2 separate regions of the Zea mays genome follow, and region 2 is linked to region 1. A link is a contact called in public Hi-C data. All regions are on one chromosome and are shown on one strand. The core of a region is the stretch at or near the end of the contact, and the rest is flanking DNA. Distances in the headings are between cores, read along the strand shown.

Evidence for each region. Hi-C and Micro-C count contacts between places; a contact is called where the count stands out from the background.
Region 2: a Hi-C map of leaf shows a contact between it and region 1, with 7 times the contacts expected there. The contact joins the promoter of LOC118476630 here to the enhancer-like site in region 1. A contact is called at or near these places in 7 of 25 Hi-C or Micro-C datasets (ear and leaf).

What each region holds. Positions count from the first base shown.
Region 1 is chr3:11,231,459-11,238,451 of Zm-B73-REFERENCE-NAM-5.0, forward strand. No RefSeq gene overlaps it. Among protein-coding and RNA genes, the nearest start is that of LOC100382270, 21 kb to the left of the region's middle. Within about 2 kb of position 1,468, at least 16 of the 20 cell types and tissues checked have an H3K27ac peak or open chromatin away from gene starts, as enhancers often do. A contact at or near this core is called in ear and leaf, where this site is marked.
Region 2 is chr3:11,437,572-11,445,081 of Zm-B73-REFERENCE-NAM-5.0, forward strand. LOC118476630 reads right to left here and starts at 6,146. Exons shown (of 2, transcript XM_035966147.1): 1 at 5,878-6,146; 2 at 1-3,102. The coding sequence starts at 1,330. The coding sequence ends at 119.

The DNA.
Region 1 (6,993 bases), core at 218-2,717:
CCCCCCCCCCCCCCACCTTCAGGTTTCTTGTACTGATGTAATCTTCAGAAGGCATTTGAACAATATGCGGAGATATGATTTTTCCTAGATGCTAACAACAATTATTCTTAATCGTGCAGGATCCAAGAACTTAGGGCTTCCCGTCCTCTAATCTACTAGTTCAATATCGTGTGTCATAGTTATTTGCCTTGAGCTCTTCTACATGTCACTCATTGCCTTGTATTTTAGGAGATTTTTCCATTACCATGTGAGTCAATGGTATGCCAAATAAGTTAATCAAATATTCAAATACGCATGACTTGAATGCTCTGCCTTCTGCAACCATGCGTAATTAATTTAAGAATTACATAAACTGAATTCATTTGCATAATTTCAGGAATAACAGATGGTAACCACATGGACAGCAGCCAAGCATCATAGAACTATTCTGCATTGTGTGCCATGATATTAAAAATGGTAGATTCCATACATATAAGAATCTTAGACATAATTATCAGCTCCATTCATTCAACTAATGAGGATTCTAACAGAGTGAACTGTTTCATGCTTAAGCCAAATCAACTAAATGGATTTTCTGTTTCCATTGCATGCCACACACAATGTTTCAGTTTGTTAATCCTATTGAGCAAGATTAGGGAGCAAACACAGGCCCCGCATGTTTGCGATTCGACTCCTTTTGTCAGTGCATCTGTTTGCAAACAGTTAGGAGCCTGTAGTTTTGCCGATAAAGGCAGCATATTACTATGTCCAAGACAAGAGAAACCCGGAGGAGACTATCAATGCTGAATAAATAACTGGACCCTGGAGGCAATACAGTAGTTTCGGAAATGGATTAGTGTAACCATACCCTTCTAAGACTACTACTTAAAAACGTGCAATATTATTTACTACTCCCGAAAATCTAATAGTAATAAACTAAGCAGCTGCTTGAAAAAAACAACTAATCGTAAAAATGAGGACCTCAGCTGAGGCCACCAGATTAAAAAACCAAAAAAATGCATGGACGCAAACACCACGTAACTGGTAAGTGGTATGTACTATGTAGCATTCGATTTCTCCGCGTGATCAGGAAAACCGAGAACAGCAATGCCTGCCTTGGCATAAGGCCGAAAGCGTGATGCCCGTAGATCCTACTGTGCACCCTTCGATCGGGGCACAATCGGCTCGGTTCGGCGCAAAATTGAGCCTAACTTTCGCAGAGACCGGTAACCCCACACCCCTTTATCTCGGCGGCCGCACCTGGCGCCGCTGCAGGGCACAGCAAGGAGGAAGATACAGCCGCCCTAGGGAGGGGGCGAGCCCGCCATATGACGAGGGCAGGAATCTGGCAATATCCAAGCAGGTAGAGACAAGGCGCAGGCGGGAATGGGAAGCGAACAAAAATCCAGGCAGGGAAGGGGGGCGATCATGTACCAGCGCCTCCTAGGATCGTGGATCTTGTCGCGGCCCGCTTGCCCTTGTCATCATCATTCATCTGCCTCCCGCCCCGCGTCGCGTGGCGTACACTCCGTACGCGCCGCTCACGCGATCCCTCTCACTCCCAATCATTCGCGGCGGCGTCGTGTTTCGCGGTGTCGCCATCGCCTGTTTTTTTAACCTCGGTTTGGGCCTTTGGGAGCGGAACTTGAATGGAGGATTGGAGGCTGGGTGCAGCCACAGTGCATGACACCTGTGGATCGCTGCCGCCGCGGGGTCGGCCGGTAGGACGAGAGCGTTTTGGAAGGCCGCTTGGTTTTGGTGCAACTGCCAAACGTTTATACTGTTATCTACGTGAGCTCCCATAAAATGACTCTGAAAGTTAGTTTTAAGAGTTATCTAAAAAATTAGTTGATAAATTTTAATCATTTCTCTAATAGATCCATTAAAACGACAGATTCTAGGGAGCTTAAAAAATCTTTTATTTGTAGCTATAAGTTGTTTTAAGGTCTAGAAAAAATTGATAGCATTTTAGGAGAACTGTTGGAGACACGTTTTTATATTTTTCTAAAAAAACTTGATTTAGGAGAGACTTATGATAAACGGACGTTATCTCTATTTTAGTTCTTTGGCAGTAGAAATCAGGGTATGATTGATTTTCTCTATTTTACTCTCTGTGATAGCAATTTTAAAACTAAAAAGTACGAGTGGCCTTTTAGGCTGTTTGTGACCTTCCTTAAATATAGGAATTCCTTACGTAGAAGCCCATGTAAATTAAAGCTCAGAAAAGCAGCCCAGATAAGTTGATCACTATGTATGCCGGGCTGTGTTAAGGCCCGTGTCCCGAAATCTCCAACCCAACTCATAACGTCATGGGCTTACCGCATAACGCCGGTCTTGATTCTTAAATAAATACTCAATCGGCTCATCTAGAGCAAAGTGAACTTCGCACTTTTGGCATTTCTCTCTCTCTCTCTCTCTTCTCTTTCATGTCTCTTCTCCATTTATATTCCTATAAAACACCAATTTTCCTGGTTTGCACCATCATATCTTTTTGCAAAAAAATCATTATACTCCTTTCTAATCTAACTCGTGGTCCAAATATTTTTATCTCTTTAAAAAAAATCTTTATACTTCTTTCTAGTCTAACTCGTGGTTCCACAGTCATCGTGTGTTACCCTTCCCCTTTCCGCTTTATAAAAAAAATAAGTTTACATTGGTGGTTGGCTTCACATTCACATCTAGCTAATCAATAGTTTACACATATTTTTTTGTTTAATTAAAAAAATTCTACTCATGTGATATATAAAAACCGTGGCAACGCACGAATATATGACTAGTGCTCCTTTAAAGCACGAGTCAAACATGGAACATGTTGGTACCTCGTAACTAGGGTATCCACTTCAACTGTGTCAAGGCGGATACCTGCATGGTTAGGTCTAACCGCGTACTAAGAAACTGAGCAGCCGGACCTATAGGACCGGACCCGTCTAACAGGACCGCTGGCCTCGGAACCCACTCCCTGCTCAGGTACAGCTCTGGTGCCACGTGTCCCACAAGAGAAGATGCTCAGCGACTACTCCCATGGGTCTGGACCCCCACGAGTGGGCCCGAACCCTTATGCGTGCCACCCAGACCCCCATGTGTGGGTCCTGGTCCTCCACGTAAGCCGTCCAAGCCCCATGGGTGGGTCCTTGACCTCCTCGTATGTCGTCCGGACCCCCATGATGGCTCCTAGACCTCCACGTGTACCGTACGAACCCTCATGGCGAGTCCTTGACCTCCACGTGTGTCGTTCGAACCCCCATAGGTGGGTCCCGGACCTCCTGTCTTACATCCAGACCCCGACAGGCATGACCCAAGTCTTCAGGCCAGCATGTGCCCTTGGTCCCCACTCTCCGCTCGGATAGGAGTCCAGTGTCGACACATGGCTCATGGCCGCGTGGCAGAAGCCTTCGGACAGAAGCAAGCTCACCGCCCGCATTCAATGCGAGCAATTAAGGTGTGCCCTATTGCGCACGGGGCAAGGGAAAGCTTTTGTCTGGCTGCGCAGACCCAAATGACTGGGTCGAGCATTACCGAGGCAGACCCAAATGACTGGGTCGAGCATTACCGAGTTGTTAACCAGGACCTTGAGTTGGAGATTCTATAGAACAATGTGACTGACCAAAGAGTTGTTATCCTCAATTACTTGAGGAATCCAACTCGGGGCGGGGGGGGGGGGCAAGCAAGTGGTAAGGTAGAAAGCCTTAAGACATGTGCTCATTGGGGATGAAATCATACCCTTGAAGGTATGAAAATCACCTAAATGGGGATGAATAGGCAAAACCTGTAATTTACAACTTAAAACAAAAACTCAAACTCTGGTTAGGTGTTAGAACAAGAATTGAAACAATCAGAGTGAGGGAGAGTTGTTCTTCTTGCTATAGTTTCTCAAATGATTATGGAATAACTTTGAGAGCAACTCAAATGATATAGAATCAAACACAAGCAAGAGAACTAGGGAGAGAGAGAGGAAGAAATAAATCACAATTAAGAATCAACACAAAGAACACAAGTTATTTGTTTCCCGAGCTTTGGCTTTGAAGAACCTACATCCCCGTTGAGGAGTCCAGTAAGGATGGGTCACTTTTAACCCTTTCCCTCTCACAATCGGTCACTTAGACTGGTTGAGTGCTTCTTCTCAATCTCAAAAGACACAATGTCCCCGCAAGGATCACTACACAATTTTGTGTATCTTGCTAGCTTTACATGGATAAACAATGAGGTTGCAAATGAGAATGAAACACAATCAAAAGCACAAAAACTTTGCAACAACTCAAAAAACAAATCTCTCACAAAGAGCTAACTCTTTTCTAGCTAAGTTCACTTAGACGTGGTGTTTGGAGGCTATTGAATGCTTGAGAGTAGTTGCACTAAGTGTAGAGATGTTGGGTGTAGCTCTTTGTGTTCAATGTGCTGGTTGGGTGTATTTATATCCCTAACCACCACACATAGCCATTGGAGTGAAGTGGACAAAACTACACAGCTCTGCATCGCATCAGACCTTTAGGGGCATCGGACCAGTCCATTGTGCCACCGGACCCTCGCCATGTGAGCATAGTAGTTGGAGTTGGAGATGACTGTTGAATTGTTAGAGGTCTAGTGCACCACCGAACTGGGCTGGTGCACCAGCTCTTCGTTTTGAAACAACCTGTCTTCAAAACTCGTCTGATGACCCACCAGACTAGTCCATTGCGTCTGCCGCCCAAGACCATGCGAACACAAGGTTGACTAGTCCGTAATGGTTTGGGTTGATGATGAGTGATTGTCAACGGGTAGCGTCTCGAGTTGAGTCATGGACTAATCAAGGTGTGAGTTATATGTTGTGCAACCATGTCTGTCGGCTTGTGGTGTGCAAGTGTGGAGCATAGGGACGGTGGTCGACGACAAAGGTGAAGGTCATGCGGGTTCATGCCGATGGACCGGGAGCGGTGAATGACGAGCGCTGGGACTTGACTAAGGGACTGGAGACACCGAGTGACTAACCATGGTGGCCGACACATGGGATACACACTCGCGCGATTAGGGGTGGAAACGAGCCAAGTCGAGCCTGGCTCGACTCGACTCGGCTCGGTGATTTAACAAGTCGAGTTTGGCTTGACTCGGGTACTAGATGAGCTCGATAAACTGGCTCGGTGGAGGCTTGCAAGCTAGCTCGAGTCGGCTCGTGAGCCTACTACGCCCAGATCCCTGTATAGTCTACAAACACGAATTTAGACAATAATTAAGTAGAAAATACATAATATTACTATCATTACTTCATAAGTATACTAAAAATACGTATGTAGCCAAAAGTATAATCCAAAAGTTCATAACATAAGTAGAATATGATTATCTGAAACATGTTGCAGTCGATCTGGAGCAGCATCAAGCAACTTAATTCATGAACCAGTGAGTACCATAACTACAAGTATCATGCAGGTTATAGTAAGTTCCAAAATTCTAGTGAGCAACCAGCATTGCAACAAGCAACATCTAGCAATCCAGGCGTCCAGTCCAGCACAACAGTAAGTAGGTCAACAGGTCAGCAACTCAGGCTGGAGGTGGTTACCGGTTGGCATTAGCGACTTGTTGGTCGTGGGGCCGACTACTCCTACGTCTGGAGTGCAAGCAATGGGCCCTGTCTGATACTGCTTTGAATGAGGGCAAGGTGTAGACTTGTTGATAGGCTTTGTTTAGTTTGGTAGTGTTGCGAAGGATGACTGATATTTTTGCAAACAATGGTTTTGCACAGGTTCCTCTGCGGGGGCCTGCGCAAAGCGATTCTAGAGTCGCCTTGACCAAGGAAGAGGACCCATTGGATAACATGTTGTGTGTTACCCCTTTGGCTTGTCAGAGCCCCTCAGATTACGATAGTTTAAGCGATTGTTTTGATTCTCAGTCGTCAGTGGATGATGATGACTTAGGTTCTTTCGCGAAAATGGACGAGTCGTCCAATGAGGACTTAGACATTTTTGTTGCGATGGATGTCGCGACTGTGGTGGAACTGCCCGAATTATTCCAACTTAAGTGCCTAAGCCCCGCCTTAGAGGCTGGACCACACTTAAAGGGGAATAAACCGTCAATCCCTCGGATGTAGTCCGACACGGCCACTGACAGGATCAAGTACCACAATCTCACTCGAAGGTGAGTCACAGAGCAAATACAATAAAGCATAAAACCATGCAGGTAAGAGTATTAAAATTATTACATCACCATTGGAGTTTTGCAAAAGTAGCCATCAGTGTTCGAAGTGCAGCGGAATAAAACTAACGGTAATTAAACAGAGAGATGGGGAAGCCTGTCCCATCACTCCTCATGCTCCTCCTCAGCCGAGGTAGGGTCCCACTCGACAGTCCAACCCGGTGGCAAGATGGACGGCCAAGTCACTCCAGCAACCATTTCCTCCAGAGAACCTATAAAAATTATGCCACAAGCAAGGCTGAGTATACTAATACTCAGCTAGACTTACCCGGTGTGAGAAGTCTACTCCTCTACCTCTAGACATGCAGTTGTTTGGCTGTGGGGTTTGGTTGCCAAAAGCACTAGCTGAGTTTCTAAGTCAAGTTTTAACTTTGTCAATTTAAGTGTGACTCTCTTAAGGCTAAAAGTGGACTATCTATTCATACATGGTAGCAAGCATTATTGGCAATCAACAACTTATATCAACTCATCACATTTCCACTTGTTACTCAATGCAATACAATGGATCAAGCAGTCTCATTAGCTGCGAGAAGCAGACGATTCGAATCGAGTTTTTTTATCCTTGCAAGGTAAACCTAAACACACGACATGCAGGGGCACTCCGTCCCCACACACATCAACCGTCCCCATCGATTCCCCGTCAGCAGATCAGGGCTCACCGCCTTGGCGTACAATGCCTCACTGACCCCGACTGCCGTCGTGCAGTGACCGCACTTGTACCCCACCATAACCGGAATGGGAGACCACGTCTCAGGTCGCGTGAGGGGTAAAGTTCACTGTCAGGTTCAATCAGGTACTAGGCTTACCGATTTACCATATTTCTCGGCATGTGCTTAGTACGTTCAAACGCTT
Region 2 (7,510 bases), core at 4,896-7,395, 210 kb after region 1:
ATATGGTTGCAGGAATTGCATTAACATAAAACATACCAAGTACGATGTCACCACCATCAGGAGTATCATCAACGCTGACTTGATTCACCCTGGCTATAGAATATCCCTTGCCAGGGGTCTATTGCTTGTTCTTAGCTGGTGTACCAGAATTCCCCATCGGGCAAGCATTAGCATAATGCCCAATTTGACTGCACTTGAAACATGTAGGGCTAGTCTTCTGTCCTGTAGACCTCGTCGGGGTGCCAGTCGGAGTGGCCTGACGAGTAGGTGTCCGTGGAGAGCCCTGTGGAGCATACTGAACTGGGCGTGGTCCTCCTGGTCGAGTCGGTGTACCCTGTGGCGGTACGTAGCGGGGACGAACACTGCTGCTACCCTGTCCCTGTGAGATAGCCTTCCTCTTCAAATCACTCAGTTGAACACGCTTGTGTTCAATAGCAAGAGCCTTATCCAGTAGTCTCTGAAATGATGGAAAGGTGTGTGCAACCAGTGCATACTGCAAGGGTCCATTAAGTCCTTCAATAAAGTGCTCCTGCTTTCTTTCATCCTCAGCAACTTCCTCCGGAGCATACCTCGACAGCTGAATAAATTTGTCTCTGTACTCGCTGACCGACATGTTGCCTTGCTTCAATGACAGAAACTCCTTCTTCTTGATCTTTATCATACCAGCTGGAATATGGTAGTTCCTGAACTGTGTACTGAACTCCGCCCAAGTAATAGTATCAGCAGCATCGTGGGCAGCAGTATAAGAATCCCACCAGTCAGCAGCAGGACCTGTCAGACGACCTGAGGCATAAAGAACTTTCTCCCGGTCCGTGCACTGTGCAATATTCAGCATCTTCTCAATAGACTTCAGCCAATCATCCGCGTCCAGTGGATCAGGTGAGCTTGCAAATGTAGGTGGCTTATGACTCATGAACTCTCTATGCTTGTCTCGGGGTGGAACTGGTGGTGGTGGTGGAGGCAGTGGTACTTGTTGTTGCTGCTGCTGCTGTTGTTGCTGTTGCATTTGTTGTTGCAGCTGCTGTTGTTGTGCCCTCCTTTCCTGGCGTATCTCCTCTCGCTCTTGGCGCAACTCCTGTCGTATATCTTCTCTTTCCTGACGCATCTCCTGGCGTTCTTGCTGCATCTGGGCACGCATATCAGCCATAGTGTCCGTCATTTGCTGCATCACCGCCATCTGAGCAGCAACTAGTGGGTCAACTCCGCCTGGTGGAGGATTCATCTCTGAAGGCTGTGGCTGAGGTTGTCTATATATCCTTCGAGTGTGTCGGTTAGGAGGCAAATCAATTCCACCACCCCTCCTGGTATTGACCATCTGAGTTAGATACATATGGTAAGAAAGAGCAGTAGACAAGGCAGTAATTACAAATCATGTTACTTTGGGGGATTTATTAGCTAAGCGGTTTAATGTTTTACCTACCATAGCTAATTTATTACCTTATGCTGGCACATGCTAAGATGTACATGTAATATTTCAATCAATCAAAGAAGCAAATCAGGCATTGATCATCAGAACAATCAACCAACATTTTTAATAGAGAAAATAGTTTTAATTTTTGTCTTAGGCTTCCTATCTCTTAAAAATGTCATAGGGGTAGGGATTCCAAGGTGTGAAATCCATCTTGACTAAGAGTAGAAAAGGTAAGAATGATCAGAGTAGAACAATAGAAGGTGAGACAGGATCAAGATAAGTGTAGAAAGAATCAGAGTAAGGTAAGTGTAGAATGAATCAGAATGAGATAAGTAGGTAAGGGTTTGTCCATTATATCTAGGTTTCGTCCTACAGTCAACATTTCCTCTGATACCACTTCTGTAACACCCGGTTTTAAGGAACAAAGCCGGGTGCATCTCATACATGCGCCAAAGAAGACAACATATATAATAACAGAGTGTATAGAGATAAATGTCATAAAACATCAGAGTATTTATTACATAGCGGAAGACTTATTACAAAGTAAAAGAATAAATGTAAAACGAACTAAGGATCGTCGGCGCCAATGTCGACTGAGAAACGCCACCTAGATCAAGTCGAATGCCTCAGTGTTAGGCGGCTCCTCTTCGACCACCTGTTCTTCTCCTGTGGGGGGGTGTGACAACAAGAGTGAGCTCACATACGTTCATAGCTCAACAAGTCGTGGGGAATAATGTGGCATGAACTCACCAAAGGTGGGAGTTCATGAAGTGTAAGGCTGATCAATGAAATAAAGGCTGAAGCTGAGCATTGCTTTTATAAGTTGGTCAAAATTTTATTAGCAATTACTAAGTGTAAGTAAATACCAAACCTTAATAATAATAAAGAAAAGTAATAGTAAAATAATCCCAAATGCGATGCAAATGTCAAATTAAATTTAAGTTCCATAATTAATCATGTGAGGGTCCGAGCCGCTCATGACCGTGAGCACGGCTAGTATACTAGTTTTACACTCTGCAGAGGTTGCGCATCTTTACCCACAAGTCATGTTACCCATCTGCCAAGAGACGGCCAATCCCATACACCTCTACCGAGGAGGCGAGGCAGGGTAACACTACGAGGCCTTTACAAAGTTCCACTAGCTTCAGAAAACCCGCTACAGTTTATAGGAAGCTCCAATGCAGGGTTCTTGCCTGACTGCCATCGCAGCAAAATCAACCAAGGACCTCCCTACACTGACCACTCCCCTACTGCCCTTGCCCCTTTCGGGTAAGGTAGACCTCCACTAGCTTTCCTAGTTAATCAGCCAAGGGCGTCTCATTAAACCCTTGTGGTAGCACTGTTTTCCCGGGTGGTCGCTCCATGTTCCCATTAATTTAATGATCTTAACATGAACAGTATTAATAACAAGATAATAACAGAATAATCATGAATAGTGTATCTCCATACCCAATCCACATAAAGCAATAGCAAGTACTACCCAAAAATATTTCAGTGGTGAACAAGGTATAAAGATAACCAAAACTGGGGTAACCTAAAGGATCCCATCAAAATTAACCTATGCAGATCATTAAAATTAATAAGAACATGGCTGGGAAAAGTAAGTGATCAAGGGCACAACTTGCCTTCAATGAGCTCCTGCTCAGCTATCTCTACTTGTTGAACCTCAGATTCCACAGTGGCTTGCTCGTCTACTCGCATCAACAAAATACATACATAGTATAGCATAAATTAACATCACATCAAACATGCAAATAAAATATACAGTGAAAATCTACACATTAAAATAAGATCATTAGAACTGGAATCATTAAATTTGGGGTTATAGATTTCAAGTTATGAATTTCCTAAGATTTAATGTGCTTGAAATAGGATTAAATGATAAATAAATTTTCTAACTGTTTTCATGTCAAAACAGAGTCACTAAATGGTAGAGAATAAAATTACAAAATTTTAGAAATTGGAATGGTTCGATTTGGAGCTAAAATGAATTTTCTATGCATTTTACAAGTTTCTAGAATTGTTTTTGTATTAAAAATGGATTTCTATAATTATTTCTCTGTTTTTAATCTCCTCTGGACTGGGCCTCAATTCCTGGAAAATACAGGATTCTCGGTGTAAGATTTCTAAGACACATATGACCCACCAGGTGGATTGCGGGTTGAATCCGAAAGAACCCGGGGTCTCTTATGCAAATGATGTGGACGAAGGGGTACGACGGTATCTGGGTCGCACGATTGCAAATGAACGGTGTGGATTAGGTCCAGATTAACTTCGAACCGGCACCGCATCGAGGCCGTCAGATATGGGAATCACGGTTCGGATTTAATGACATGAAGGGATACGCCAAATTTGATCTAGGCCATTCCCTGCACGATCGACGGTTGAGGGCCAACTTTCCCCTAGATCTAATCTAAGCCGTCGAGTACGCGATCAATGGTCACGATCTCACAAGCGAAAAGGGGTATGCAGGGGTGATCCTGGCCCCTGATCCGTAAATCCATGGCTCAAAACCTCACACGCCTGCATCTAATCCTAACCGCATGATGGATATCCAACGGCCCCACGCATCATCTTCTTCTCCCCTGACGGGCCGGCCACGGCGGCACCCGAGTGCCCAAGGCGGAGGTTCGCCGGCGTGGGCTCTGCTCGTACCGTCCGACGCCCAATCCTGAATCAACCTAGTGCTAAACGAAGTAGAGACCACGACGAATAGCTCTGGGCATCACTTACCTGGGTTAGTGACGATGGTAGCGCAGTTCACGCAGAGATGCAAGCCACGACGAAGGGGGAAAGTCGTCGAGCAATCGCCACCGATTTACGGCCACAGGAGCTCAACGAGAACAGCAGATACGATCCACCAGAGAGTGCGAAGCTATCTCCCCTACAAGTTCCACCGGAGCGACGGTGGTCCCTAGTTCACCCGCGGCGGTGCTCCGCCTTCTCTCTTCCCTCGGTTCACGGAGCTGACAGTGGAATGGAGGGACGTGCTGCGCCCGAGCTGCCGGGAGAGTATTTATCCGTGGCGGACGATCCAGAAGGTGGAGTCGCGGAAAACCCCAGGAGCCCGAGATCTCCGCGGAGGTTGCAACGGCGGGTCAGTGGCCATGGCGAAAGAAGCGGTCCGTTCGGCCACGACACAGCTGGGCGACAAGATGACAGGTGGGACCCACAGGTAAGCCACGCGGGGAAAAAGGGAGAGCACGGCACCCAGGCTGACGCGCGCGGAGAGGCTGTCGCGAGGGTCCCGCGTGTCAGCGCGCGACTCCAACAGTGGGCACGGTTGATGTAAATGGGCCAGTCTGCTCACATTGGGCCCAACACGAGGGGTTCTTTTCTTTTTCTTTTTCTTTTTCTTTTATATTTCTTTTTCCTTTTTTTTTCCTTTTTCAACTTCAAACTCCCTTCAAATTTAAATTTCCATTCCTGTGAAAATTTATCCCCAATTTTATATTATGCTATGAACAGTATCAATTTGGAGATATATTTATATATACATTGTTTTTATCTTAAGTCTTTATACATCTCCTCTTTTCTAACTTCTATAATTTCTTTATCTTCTAAATTTCCCCTTTGGGACTTTATTATTTTTCTAGCTACATTCATTATTTTATTTTGTCACAACGTGCACACAAAAGAAAATCCCAGCATGATGCATATTTTAGTGGCATATATTTTTGTTAATTATTTTGTGTTTAAATATGGTGTTCACAGGATGACAAATAGGTGAAATTCACATAAATGAATAAAGGGAGGCACTACTCTCCTTTTATATGATCTTTTACAATTTAGGTGTTACAATAAATTACTAACTAAATTACAAACTAAAAAACAAGTTTGCTAACTAACTAGCAAGTTTTCTAACTAAATAATGTTATCAACTAAATTACTAACTCGGGGACGACGCAACAACGACCACGATAGGGGGGAGACAGCGAGAGAAGACGCGTGAGAGGCAACGGTGTATCGAGAGACGCGCTAGCGACCACTTCTTTTACTTCCAAGCTCGACGCAAGGATTTGTGGCACCGAGCTCGACACCGTAAGTTACGACGCTGAGGTGTTTAAAAATTAGATTACATCGTTTGAGGATAAAACTTAAAATTTTTAGAAAAAAAAAGATTAAAATGCAAAAGAAGGGCTACATAGAAGGTAAGGCTATCTTCAGACTAACTATCTCACTCCTGGTTTTAAACTCCATTCTACGAACATACAAAACACCGTTTCCACGCACCGCTGGAGTTCGGAACAGCCTGTGCAGGCAGCAGGCCCTACCAAACCCTAGAGAATACCTCGTCAATCGAAAGCGTTGCCGTCGGATAGTTTGATCCACGTCCGCCGACAAGGAACCCCACCCCCACCGCACTCGACGACTTGACGACACAAGTCGAGGAGCCCGCGCCGGGATCGGGTGCGAGGAGGAGAAACGAGTGCAGTGCAGTGTGGGAATAATAAGACGAGACTAACCGAGTCGAGATCGACGAGGAGGAGTGGGAGGAGGCGCCGCCGCGGTCGGGAGACGGCTGCCAGCGGCGGAGGTGAAGGGGAGTCGCCGAGAACGAGCAGCGGAGTCTCCTTTGTAGCGGGCTTACCATGGGTGCGGCCCAGTGTAGCCTTTCGTCTCTTCCTTGTGTAGAAGCCGAATTTGTTGAATCCGGAGACGGCCAGTTCCGTTCACTTTTGGAAGATAATATATGCGGACGGCCCAAGCCCAATCCGGTGGTGAGAAATAATTCACAGCATGCATGTCATAGTGGTCGTCGATTTGCTAATGTATTTGCACTTCCCGCGCCGCTGGTTATTCGCAGAATGTTTATAAATTTTATACTGTAGTAAAATCTAGGACCAGTACCCAACCATGACTGCAGGGAGAGAGAGAAAAATAAATCTCTTCTCTGTCAGGAATTGCAAAAAAAATCTTTTCCTTCACATCTTCTTAGTAACTCTTAGCTCTCCAAACCTTCCAGTTATGCACAACTTCTACAACTATAATACTGTTTTTCGTTGTGTATACACACTAATGGTATTTTCCATGTGGTAGGTTCACATGTACTTATTTTAGTTGAATACCAAGCGATTGGTCCGTACCTTGTGGTTATCTAACGCATACTTTCTACTTCTTTCTACTGTGTAGTGTCAAGCGTGCGTGGACCACTGACTCAGAGATGGCCAGGAAACGTGCTGATAAGTTGTTTATGGGTTTTGCAGTTTTGGTCAATGACAGAATGATGCTAACCGTTATCTATTTCTCTGCAGACGACGCACTCTTGCCTCACCAAAAAAAAATCTACACACTGTTGACCCGGGATCTCCAAGCTGCCCACATTTGTTTATTTAACCTTTTGTCACTGTTAATCCTTTTTCTAAGTAAACAATTCGCCTTATTATGGAACCAGCCAGGTCCAGCCGTGCATTGACCCATGGATTAATAATAATAATAATAATAAAGCTGGGTGGCAGTCCACAAGCCACTATTCATCAATACCACGCTCTGCTCTGTGAGGCTTAAGCTCCTGCTGATCAGACAACCCCTCCCGTCCCATGGATATTCCCCTTCCTCCTTTGTATTATTGTCTTGTTTACCTTTCGCTCGTGGACCTGGTAACCCACAGCGCTGGTATGATTGCGGGAAACAAAACTTTTTCGCCCTGGCCAGGATAACCTTTTATGAATCGGGCTTGTTTGGCAATGATTCCGATGGCTGTGCTTTTGCAGTGTGGGAGAGGCCCTTTTTTCTCTTGTGTTTGCCGATGGTGTCGTCCTCTAAAGTGAAAAAGGTGGCTGTGTGTCTCTAGAGAGTGATCCACTGACAACACTGTAGAATGTGAATATGTGGTTACTCCTCTGAATCTATCCTTTAGTTCAATAGTACTCCCCTCATTCCAACCTATAAGAGATTTTGGCTTCTCTCAAGACATTATCTTAACTATGTATCTAAACATAATGTATATATACATGTATAGTAAAAGTTATATATCTAGAAAAGACAAAACACCTTATAATTTGGAATGGGAATAGTACCTGACAAATTTATCTCCAGTTATGTGTGTAATTGCATTGCTTGCATTATGTTATTCCATACATAAAAACATGTTGAATA